Linked DNA regions of Rattus norvegicus: region 2 is linked to region 1. The links are chromatin contacts, called in public Hi-C maps. All regions are on one chromosome and are shown on one strand. Each heading gives the region's core, a stretch centred on a gene start, on an enhancer-like site or on the middle of the called end of the contact. The rest is flanking DNA. Distances are from core to core; before and after follow the strand shown.

The links. Hi-C and Micro-C count contacts between places; a contact is called where the count stands out from the background.
Region 2: a contact with region 1 is called in a Hi-C map of the A7r5 cell line, with 4 times the contacts expected there. The contact joins two enhancer-like sites. A contact is called at or near these places in 4 of 12 Hi-C or Micro-C datasets (the A7r5 cell line, the Rat2 cell line, Schwann cells and 1 more).

The regions. Positions count from the first base shown.
Region 1 is chr11:28,879,375-28,885,625 of GRCr8, reverse strand. No RefSeq gene overlaps it. Among named protein-coding and RNA genes, the nearest start is that of Usp25, 210 kb to the left of the region's middle. Within about 2 kb of position 3,330, at least 2 of the 93 cell types and tissues checked have an H3K27ac peak or open chromatin away from gene starts, as enhancers often do.
Region 2 is chr11:28,953,926-28,959,804 of GRCr8, reverse strand. No RefSeq gene overlaps it. Among named protein-coding and RNA genes, the nearest start is that of Usp25, 130 kb to the left of the region's middle. Within about 2 kb of position 3,699, at least 3 of the 93 cell types and tissues checked have an H3K27ac peak or open chromatin away from gene starts, as enhancers often do.

The DNA.
Region 1 (6,251 bases), core at 2,081-4,580:
AGCACTGTAGAGTCCCTAATCTACCCTGATGGATATAATGACCTTGAGAAGTTAATTTCTTCAAAAAAATTAATAATAACAGTACTACCAGCCTTCTCATGATGATACCTGATATTAAAGATTACCTGGGAATGAAAAGAAATGATTATAAAAACACATCTCTTTCTCTAGTCATGGCTGTTTTTAGTTCAAATGACTTAGGGTTTTGAATAAAGTGTATCACGTGTGGGGATGATTTTAAATGCAGGCATTGATTATTTGATAGTCATTTATTCACTTATTCTGTATGTGTGCATGAGTGTGCACTTACATATGCCATAGCATGCATACTCAGGGCAGAGGGAACTAGTGTCAGTTCTTTCCTTCTTGCATTGACTGTGGTGATCAAACTTAGCCCATCAGGCTTGAAGGCTCACTTTTACCCTCTGATGCGATTCCTGAATCATTTTTAAAACCAGAGAAGCTTAGTTGGAAAGAACATTGGGTTTAAAAAGGTGAGAACATTGGTGTGCATGGATCCCTCAACCTTTCTCCAGCTTTGAGCGGAACAACAGACATTAAGAGTACACATAGCCGTGTGTACTTTTCTGTACACAGAGGGGAACTTACCACTCCAATCACGTGAAACTTCACAACATTTTGTCTCTTGTCTGTCTCCTCTCTACTTCAGTAATCACGTTGCAACATCTTCTAGCCAGAAGCCTCAAATCAGTCAAGGATTATTAGAAAGTATTTAAATTTGCTTGTCTGATTTAGGACACTTTATTAATTCAATCTTAAAATTTTGATGGCCAACCTTTTTCCCTTAATTAATAAAAAATATTTCATGGGCTCTCTCTCTAGGTTTGCCAGTTGCTGCCTCACTATGATAAATAACTAATCAGAGTTCTGACCAATACTTTAATTGCAATTTTCTATATAGTATTTGTGCTTTTGCTTAGTCTCTCATGAGTTAGAAGAAGATAAATTCAGATTCCTTTTCAATACATCACCAATAACATTTACAATAGAAATGCATTATATCTATTACTCATCAATACTTAACAGAGAAAATAGTTTCCCCATTCATGTTGATAAGAAAGTTTAAATTAAGATATTAACCATCAAACCCCACCCTAAAAGTGCATTCAGAATTAATATTCATATGAAGAAGATCAATCAAAGAAAATATCTGTAGAATTTATTATTGTCTTTAGTATCAATCTGCTTTCATGAGGGACATTTCTGTTTGTCAATTGTATTTTCATACCACACACCTTTTCTTTCCATTAACTGTATAATGACAAAATTAAATTCTTCCTCAGTGCTAATGTAATTCATTTTCATTTATTGTCAATATGCTTTAACACATACTAGTAGTAAATAATGATTGAAATAAAACTTGGGGAACAGAGTGGAATGATATGATCCCCAAAGGCGATAAAGACACAAGAGGGGATAAAATGTGTGGTGTCGAGAGGATGTCCAGAGATCACACATTTTCCTTTGGGAGCAGAGTAGAAGGAGTTAGAGTCTATTTGGCTCAGGACGTTAGGACATTGACGTCTTTAGGTAGAAGATTAATGAGGGTGTGAAATGGAAGGGAGGACAGCTCTAGGCTTCCTTATTGAGCCCTCACAATGTGATGAACTTGCTAGTCAGGCTTTATAGGCATTAACTCTTGTATTCTTACAGCACCTACTCAGGCAGATACTAATGATATTCCCACTATAGTAAGTCCTGTAGCCTGTAAATGGCAGGATCGGGATTCTATCCTGGCCATTGAACTAACCTATCCATAATTCTGTCCAGTATGCTCTGATAACTTTATACCTCTAAACAAAATAAGTTAATAGCTTTCAAAGACCATTCCTCAAAATTTCATATTATTTGGGTTGAATATTATCATCTAAAGTTATTGTTTTCATCTAAGTTGAAAACAATCGGAATTTTGTTTTCATAGAGGTTTTGGCTGACACGTAACATAACCTGGGCTATTTAACAATATTAGAAGTAGGCTAGAGGGCTGGCTCATCAGTTAGGAATACTTGCTGCTTTTACACAGGACACAGTTTCCTTCCCAGCACCTATTTGGAAGCTGGCAGTCTTTGGTCCCAAGGAATCCACCACCTTCTTTCGTACTCTAGAGACACCAGAGGTATATGTGACACACTTAGGTACATGCACGCAAAGTATTCAGCATTTGTTAAGATTCATAGCTGGTATTTATAATTTTAAGTATAAAAACTTTTCTTGCAGTTTTATTTCGCAATTATACATACACACATACATACATGCACATGCACAGATGTGCAGTCCACACACATAAATATGTATATAATATTCCCCATTGAGTCCTCTTACAAAAAGAATTCATTTTCTCCTTTCTGGATGAAATGTGTGAAATGTGTAATTTCTTTTTCTGTTCTTGAACATGAAGACAGATAAATTGGAGACCTTGTTGTAAACTAAATGTTTTCCTTGTCACTTGGTGAGGGAATGTAGACTGGACCATCTAAAGCCATTATATCGAAGCTAGGACACTGTTTCCATGTTTCATGCCTGGAGTGAAATAAAACATTTTTAATCACATTTTAATGGCTTTAGTCTTGTCCTAATAAATAAAACATGTGAATTTTCATTCCTAAAATAATTTCTAATAGTCTTATTTTGGAAACATGGTTAAGATGGATCAATGGGTCACAGTGAAGAGCGCTCTGAGTTTGGGGATATTTGGCAAATTTGGGAGACCTTTCTGTGGCACAGTTGGAAGATGTGCTACTAGCATTTGGTTGAGGCAAGAGATTTAATGAAACACGTTTAGTGAGGAAGGTGATCTTCTAAATGAAACCATTACCTAGTCCTAAATGTTAATGTTAGTTTGGCTAAGAAACACAGATCTACATGACACGCTAATAGAATTAACAAGATAAAGTGACTACAGAGAATATCGATACAAATTAAGGTAAGAACATACTTCTAAAATACATTTTCAGAACATCAAATGTCAAAGGAAAAAAAGACTTACCTTTTAAGATGTCCAAGTTAAATTCAAGTGCTGTAGAGCTGAGGAGTGGCCTCACTGACACATACCTACACATGAAAGCCACGGACTTGGCCTTGTGTCTAGAGAGGTCTTTTAGCAGAGATAAAGAAGTCAAGGGTCTTGGGAGGAGATCAACATGAATCATCCAAACTGTCCCTAAGTTCAATGGTAGAAATTATACTTAGAAAATAAGAGAGGCCATGAGAAGCCAGAGGAAGAAATTGGAGTTGTGAAGTCACAAGCCAAGGAACATGGAGAGCCACCAAGAGTTGAGCCCTGCAAGGAAAGATTCTCCATGAGAGTCTATAGCTGGAACACATTGCTGTCTGCACACTGATTGACATGCTGGCCTCAGAACCATGAACGAACGGATGGTGTTCTATTATCTGCAGACACCAGTTTGCAGTCTATTGTTATAAAAGTCCTAGGAAACTAATAATCCACTGGAGTTGTCTGATTAAAAAAATTAAAAAGAAAAAACAAAAAAAAAGAAAGAAAAGAAATCTTCGGGGACTGAGTTCTGGAATAGCTGAAAAGAACAGAGTGGACCTGTCTGACTGATTGTCTCTGCCAATAGAGGGAGCCAAAAGGACCGCCGGGCCAAATCAGTCTCCTGGGGAGCCCTCTACTGGACATTGCGTTCAGCCAGCCTGAACTGGCTGAGGGTGATAAGCCTTATATAGACAAGAACCCTAAAGCCAAAACCAGAACTGAAATACACTCAGAAGGTCAGTGTCAGGAAGGGGACGTTCGCTAGGACATTTGTTCCAAGGCTGTCTTCTCACCCAGAGGGGGATGATCATAGTAGGGAATTGAGCACACCAAGACACATATAATCCCATTATGTCAGAACTCCCAAAGCATTACTCTTTCCTTGTGGCTCATTGTTCAGAACACCAGAAACTTGAATCTGCTTGCAAAGTCTGCTAAAACCAAGACTCACTGGCTCAGCAAATATCTATTGGGCTTACCGTTACAGAATGTCCATCAGACCACTACAGGGGTTACTTTACCTCAGGAGCTTATGAAAAGAACAAATGGATTTGTTGATAGTGATTGCCTCAAAGATGGGTTGTCAGAGTTCTGGAGAGTTTAGTGTAATTTCTTGAACATGATAAATGATATATAGACACTGTCATTAGGACCTGACTCTCTTGGAGTGACAACTTGATGATTACCTCTAAGAAGTATGTCAGAAGTAGTGATATTTTATAAAATGTATTCTTTGTCCTAACAACTCTATTCTGGCATGGATCCTTTAAAAAGTCCTCACTAGAGTTGGAGAGCTGGCTCAGCAGGTAAGAGCAGAGGTCTTGCAGACGACCTTGATTTAATTCATTACACTCACAAAATGGCTAACAAATACCTGTAATTCCAATTCAAAGGACTCTGACTACTTTTGTGGGTACTGCATGCACATGATACACAGGCACACATGCCAGCAAATACATGATACACAGGCACACATGCAAGCAAACTCTTGCACCCATAAAACAAACAAAAAACGCTTCATTACTAATCAAGCCTTCTGTTTGCATGCACTCATTCTAAATATCATTCTAAGTATGCATAGTTTTCCTTCATTTTTATGCTCAATTTGTTCTCTTCATCATTTCTTTTCCTTTTTTTTCACAAATCTACTTTTACTTATTTACTCTCTATTAGTTAAAATCCGGGATGGGTACAGTGTCACATGGATCCTGTATCCAATGACCTTTCCAGGAAGGTTGCTTCAGAATTAGGCATGAACCATACCACTGTTTCCATGGGCCCGAGTTACTTTTCCCCAGATCACTCTGGTTTGGTTTGGTTTGCTTCCAGGAGTCACTGTATTGTTTTTTGTTTGTTTGTTTTTGTTTTTGTTTTTTTTGTTTGTTTGGTTTTTGTTTTTTTGTTTGTTTTTTGTTTGTTTTGTTTTGTTTTGTGCACATAAGCACATCTCCTACCTAGGAAGAACTCAGTTTCATCTCAGGCATAATCGCCTTCAATTTTAAGAAGAGCTGTGTGCTCTCTTTGGTTCTGGAGACCTCTCTTGTAGCCAGAAAAAATGGCCTTGCACCACAGCCTTCCAGACATACTTGCTTTTTTTCAGAAGTCCTGTTCGCCAGGCCTCCAAAGGCAGCAAGATGGCTTCTTCATAATTTCTTAAGAGTTCTGAGTGAGGAGTGAGGATAGGAGATACTCAGAACTACACATACTTTGTGTAGTAGCATTAGGGTTAACATTCTCGGCTCTAAAGTAGTGTAGAAAGGGTGCTTGCTTTAAATTCCTTGTGTTACGCGTGAGTTAGACCACACTCAAGCAATGAATATCAAATGGACTCCTTTCACTTCTGCAGAACTTAGGTACCATGAAATTTCTGACTCAAAAACACTGTGCTTTGAGCAGAGACCTGCTGGCCTTTGCAAGGGTATTTGTGATTTGAACAGAACCATCACCACTTAGTCTGTTTCTTGCTAAGGAGTTTTGGTAGGATAAAAAAAAAGCCCATAGTAGTTGAGGGTTACATAGAAACTCTCATATAAAGAAAATTTATTAGTATTCTTGATATCTTCCGTGACACAAGAAATTATATTGTGTTTAATTGTATTGTATTGCATTCTGATTGTATTTAAGTCTCATTGTACTGAAAGAAACATACACCTGGTAATTCTGGCCAAGAGCCCATGGTTAGAAAGTTTACCCACCACTGGGATAAAATTTTTGCTAGGTGAACATAGCATCAAACTGCCATCTGAATTTTGATCTCAGTATCCATAGATTAGCGCTGCTATCATATATTAGCAGAGAAGATTCTTCGTGTAGTGGGTAGCAGTGAACCCAGAAGCTCATAGCTGGTCAGAGTGTCTGTGGAGGGCTCATCTACAAATGTGACATCTATCACACTCTCGATGACCATTGAGGAAGATAAGGTGGAAGACTGTAATAGGCAGAAGGCTTAGAACAGAACAGCATCTTCTAGGTATGACAGGACCACTACACTCATGAACTCATCGGAGATACGGTTCCCCATACAAGACCTGCACAAAATCAATCCTGGTATGAATCAGGGAAGGCACCACGAGCCCCCCTCACTGCTGACTCATTATTAAGAGTTGATGACTGCTGGAGTAGTGACAGTTTTATTTAAGGGTGTGGCCCTTGGTAGGTTAAACCTGCTTCACTAAATGGTCCCACACCACACCCATGAATATATTGGTTAAATAAATCCCACTACCTAAGAAAA
Region 2 (5,879 bases), core at 2,450-4,949, 74 kb before region 1:
TATAGTCTTTTCCAGGATCTCATCTATCACACTGACTCTGCAGACTTTTGAATGTTTGGGGTATGGTACACTATTGTTCATGTAATTCAGGCATATTGGATAGACAAAGAAGCATCACCCATCAGATTGACTAATAATATAGCTCAAGTATGGGTATTTATAAAGAGTATCAAGCCAAGCACTTGTCCTTCTTTCTCTTACTTACTCCTAAACGAATACAGGTACAGATACAGGAGAGGAAAATATCCCCATCTACCCTAGGATCATCAGCTGTGTTATGAAAAGTAAGCCAGAAATATGAATGAACATGTTTGTGTCTTTCCACAAGCTCAGAATTTACTGAATGATAATGAATTCATGAAGTTCAGTGGTGTAATGATAGCAATTTGTCATAAAAAACTGCCTATCTTGGAAGTATGAGCAAGGTACCAACTTAATTATTAATATTAAATATTATATCATATATCATACAACACACAGGACATATTCTATTTATCTCTAAATCTGTGTGTGTGTGTGTGTGTGTGTGTGTGTGTGTGTGTGTGTGTGTGTGTGTGTGTTTAGAATGAATAAAAGTTAAAGAGGCTTCAGTAGAGTTCAAGGGATTTCAGAAGTGGACTAAGAGTTTGTGATAAGATGAGAAACAGACCAGTGCCAGGAGTGAGATGTTGCAGCTGCTGGAGTCAGGGTTTGAGGACAAAGCTGTCCTAGCTGAGACAGACTGAAGAAGGCCCAAGAACTGGACACAGCAGACTCAAGTCCAGGTCCAGATGAGTGAACCAGCTGGGAGATGGACTAGGCTGTGTCAGCAGGTCAGGTTTGAGCTAAGCTGAAGCTATAGGGATATTTGGAAAATCCTCTGATTCTTGGTCTCCCCCCCCCCCCACCACACACACACACACACACACACTAGGTGTCAGATGATAATTAAATGTGGGGACAATGCCATCAGTGTTAGGTGTCTATCACTTTCTGTTTTTTCCTTGATCTAGCATGTCTGATAATTTTTTGGGCCTGGTTTCTCTGATATAATTTTAATATACCTGTGTACTCCCACAGTTTTACTTCATCCTAATAAACTTGCGGGGTACCTCCTTTTCTATTCACAGGGAAAAGTCATTTAGCAGTCTGTGCTAGATGGGTGGTACCTGAGAGACACTATAGGTATAGGTTCCACCAACGCTCACTCTGTAGTTCTTACTTTCCCTTAAAATGGAGACAAGAGCTTCTTGTAAAATGTAGTCTCCTAGGGTAAAGCCAAGCTTTTAATGAAAAGATATTCTTGTCTGCAGTCTGAACTGAGTTCAAGTAGCTTGATCTCAGCAGTTGTCCATCTCATAAATTAGACCAGCCACGGCCAGAGTTGGAGTTGTAGCATGTCTGGTGGCTTGTGCGCCTGGTGTTCAGGAATCCCTGGGCTTGCTCCCAAGAGCTACAAAAAGGGGATGTGGTATCCCATTCAAAATCATCTTCAGCCACACAGCAAGCTAGAACTAGAATGGGATACATGAGTTCCTATCTGAAACCAGAAACAAGACACAAACCAATGCCAGAGTCATAAGAAAAAAAAACTAAACTAAAAGTTTATTTATTTTAAACATTTACTTAATGTATGTAATGGGTGTCTGAGTGACTGTATGTATACCACACATGTGGATGTGCAGAGTGTGTCACAACCACTGCAGCTATAGATGTATTTGAGCTTTGAGGAACTGGACCAGGGTTCTTCGGAAGGGCAGTAAATATTCCTCACCAGTGAGCCCTCAGAGCAGAAGTTTATTTTGGTGTTAGCCCATGTATTACATGTGCATGCAGGAGTGATCACAGATGCAAAACTCAAAGGGTTAAATGGGTCAGTAGAATTTAGGCTTTTAGGGTGGGAGAAAAATATGGGAAAATAGCCAGGAAAGGTATGGAAAACAAAGGACATAGATGCTTTAGTTCACTTTTTTATGCAGATTCAAGTCAGCACAATCTCCGTGGCTCAGAGTTGTTAAAAGTTTTTCTCTTCCTAAGATGAGAGAGAAAGAGAGGGAGAGAGAGAGAAGGAGAGAGGGAGAGGGAGAGGGAGAGGGAGAGGGAGAGGGAGAGGGAGAGGGAGAGGGAGAGAGAGAGAGAGAGAGAGAGAGAGAGAGAGAGAGAGAGAGAGATCTGTAGCCCAAACAGACTTTAAACTTGGGATCCTCCTGTCTCAGTGCTCAGATTATAGGCCTGTGTCTCTAGGTTTGGTTAGGGAAGGAGAATGGTGGCTTCCTTAGTAAAAAAAAATAACAAACAAACAAACCCCAGAAATTCCAATGTTTTTGGAGGAGAAAACTTGTTCTTTGATGTAGAGGGTTCCTGCTTCTATTGTTTGTCAGTGATTTTGTTTTTTGTTTGTTTATTTCCTCAAAATAATCCTTACGCCAAAGTGACACTTTCTGGGTAGAGTGCTCATGAATTGGAGAGGCGTGACAGTTCCAGAATGACATAATACATGGTGGTAGGGGAACATTCCGTCCTGTAGACTGCCCAGGGACCCATAGTTTGAAGTGGAACATGGCCATTGTGTGGCCCACTTGTATTGAAAGGCAGTATGTGTTGCAACACTTTGATTCCCAAAATGATTCATCACCACAGCATCGGAACAATGCTCTTTAAGCAGTGACTGTGGTTCTTAGATAAGTGATTATTTTCATTCATTCCATTTGGTTCCTCTTTTCTTCAGGGCACTTGGATTGGCTCTGTTGCCTCACAAAGGCCCTGAGAATGTAGGCACATTTTATTTTCTACTTTGGATTGTCACTTTGGGCACTAACCATAGGATTCAGGCCTCTCACCTCATCCTTAAAGCCTTCCATCTGGCCACGGTGTTGAAAGCATGCGCTTAGGTTTAACTGAGCAAGACTCCAAAAATAAACACAGTAGTTTCTTTGGAAAAGTGTCTACAGTGGGGTTACGAGGCAAATTGTTACTGGAATATAGGCAGACTTTTATTTATCCAATTAAATCTCTGGCATCGCTTTTTAAAAATATGGATAATTGCAGGTTGCTAGTATTCTCCCTCTAATTGGTTTTGACTATGCACAATGATTTTTTGATCTCTCCAGCTGCTTCATTAGAATTAAAGAGAGAAAAATGACCCCATGATCTTCCTCTCTCCTCTCTCCATCTAACAAATAAAAAGAAAAGGAAAAAAGGAAAAAAGCAGGAAACCAGAAATGCAAATGCATTTTCTTGACACTCTCTCTCTCTCTCTCTCTCTCTCTCTCTCTCTCTCTCTCTCTCTCTCTCTCTCTCTCTAAACATAATGCTAAATGGCTCTGTCTTAGCTACTTCCAGTTAGGATTATGCAAAGGAAATCTCCATGCGGATCTGACAGTTGTAGGCGAGGCACAGGTGGGGCCCAAAAGCAGTGTGGATAGGTGAGAAATGATCTGAGAGAACAAGGAGGAGGAAACTGTAATAAATCATTAATGATAATCAGGGAGATCTTGATAAGTCAGTGGTTCACATCTGTAAGTCTCCAAGGCTTCATCAAATCCCCTGACTGCCGCCAGCATTGGAATGAGAAGTCTTGGATGCGTGCCATCATGTCATAGTTCCCTGTGTCTTTTACTGCTGCACATCATTTCTTGCTCCTCCCAGATCATCAACTCTCATAGCTCTTAGAAATTAAAAGGCTCCCTCTACTGACTCTTCTCTTCTGAGGGCTACACAACAGATCTTACTGCAGCCACTAGAGGACTCTCTCTTCTTTGGAAAAGGCAATATGTATCTCTGATAAGTCATAATAAAGTATGAGCCTGGAATGACAAAGGAAAGAGTGAAGCAGACTATAAAATTAACTAGTGTGATTTTCTAAGGCATGCCCATGTCTGTGGATTGGACTTGGCTCCTGTGGTGACTGAGATGCCTAAGGTCATGGAACAGACAGATACAAATGGCCGTTGTGGCATTAAAAGCACTTTGAACTACATACTCTTGTGGTCTTCAATGGCAATTCAAAAGGCGAAGGCTACAGGCTACAGGAAAGACAGTGAAGGTCAAGAAGGCTGGTGGCTACAAGCCTCTAGTGACCTGAACCCTTATTCTTTTTTGAAGAACTTAATATCTGGCCATTTCATTCCTTTAGCAGATTAAAATAGATGGAATGATGCAGTCGTGTATATTAAGTAATTAACATGAGTTAAATGATGGCATGTATACAAGTATGCATACAGCTACATTCAGATTTATGGTATCTAACAGACTTCTGAAGGAATTGAAGTCACCTTACCCCTAAAATGGACACCCTTAAAATGTATACACCTGTGTTCTTCTCTTTTGTTTGTTTGTTTTGTTGCAGTGTCTCCCTATTTAACACTGGCTATCCTGTTATGTAGTCCAGGCTGGCCTTGAATTTACAGAGATCTATCTACCTGTCTCTTCTTTCCCAGTTCTGGGATTAAAGCCATGTTCTAATGTTCAAATTGTGTACTTCTTAGTGGGGGGAATCGATGAAGAAGTAGATATAGGAGAGGAGCATGGTAGGAAGAAGAGCATGAGTTTAAAGAGAATGGACAGGGGGATGGTACTGGTTCTCTTCACTCATCCCCTTTCTTGGGTCCTGGCATTTTCAAAGACAAGTATTGTTTTTCATGCTGGCTATAGGAAGTGGGCCTCACACAGAAGTATCCTACTTCCTGTTTTGGGGGAAAGTAAAAAACTCTTTACCAAGTTTTGTGTCCTATCTTGGGGAAAAGGCAAGCAAAGGTCTTGCGTGGATCCTTGTGGCTTCTACTGTTTATCAAATATTTTAAGGATAACATATACACCAGCTAAAATATCTACTTCTTAAGTGGTGACAGTGAAAAGCTAAACTCAGACAATGGTATATGTGCTCACAAACACGTATGCACATAATATGTGTATGGGCTATGTAAATACATACACAACCATTCGTTTCTCAAATGTTGCAGAGTAGACATCTTTAATCTTATTATTCATTCTTTGATCATGCACCCCAATCCCAGTCATCTCCCTGCCCCTCTGCCTGCCTTTGTAATCTCCCAAACAAAACAAACAAAACTCACAAAATTATCTTGTCATGAATCTGCAGTGTGTCACAGTTTGTCACACAGTATACCCTTTGGACCAGACAGCTTTAGTTGTAAATGTTCATTGCAGTGAGTCACTGTTCTGGTTCTGGGCCTCTGGCCTCTGCTACATACTTAATGCTGGATCCTCACTGGGACTCCTCTCTGATATCCTGTTGTTGCCCTGTGTCATCGAGATCCTGAAGCTTTAGATCTGCAGGATCTGCCCCCTCACTTGCTCCAGTAGTTCATAGATGGGGTAGGTGTTGGGTTGAGCTGACTCATAACCCTGGATCTGGGCTTGGGTGCCAGTTGAGTTGGTCACCACCAGTGCCAGCTCTCTGACTTTGCCCAGGTGAGTGGCTAGCACAGCCCTCCTGCCTGTAACAGCTGGCAAGGGGCAGACCAATTACCCCATGCTTATGCCTTTCGGGCCAGCTTTCCCACATTTACACCATCAGAGCAAGGTTTCCAGCACTGGCCCTTCCGGTTCTCCCAAGTGCTACAACCAGCAAGGAATGGGGGACTGTTCTCTCACTCTCCAGCTCTGGCCCTCAGGATTAGCTCAGCCTCACCCACTTCCTCAGTGTCAGCTCTGCTGTGCTGCCCAGGCAAGGTAAGGTCCTGCTCTGTCATGTCCTCAGGGCTAGCTCTCCCAAGCTGCTCACTTGAGGGATGAGGCCAGCTCTCATACCCTTGGCAATGCATGGCTATGGAGGAGTGACATTTTTGTTCTCTATGTGTGCATGAAGACTCATATTTGGAGAAGTGAAGTCATATAAACTTTTGAAAATCAGAACCCAGGGAAGTTCAGAGAAAAAT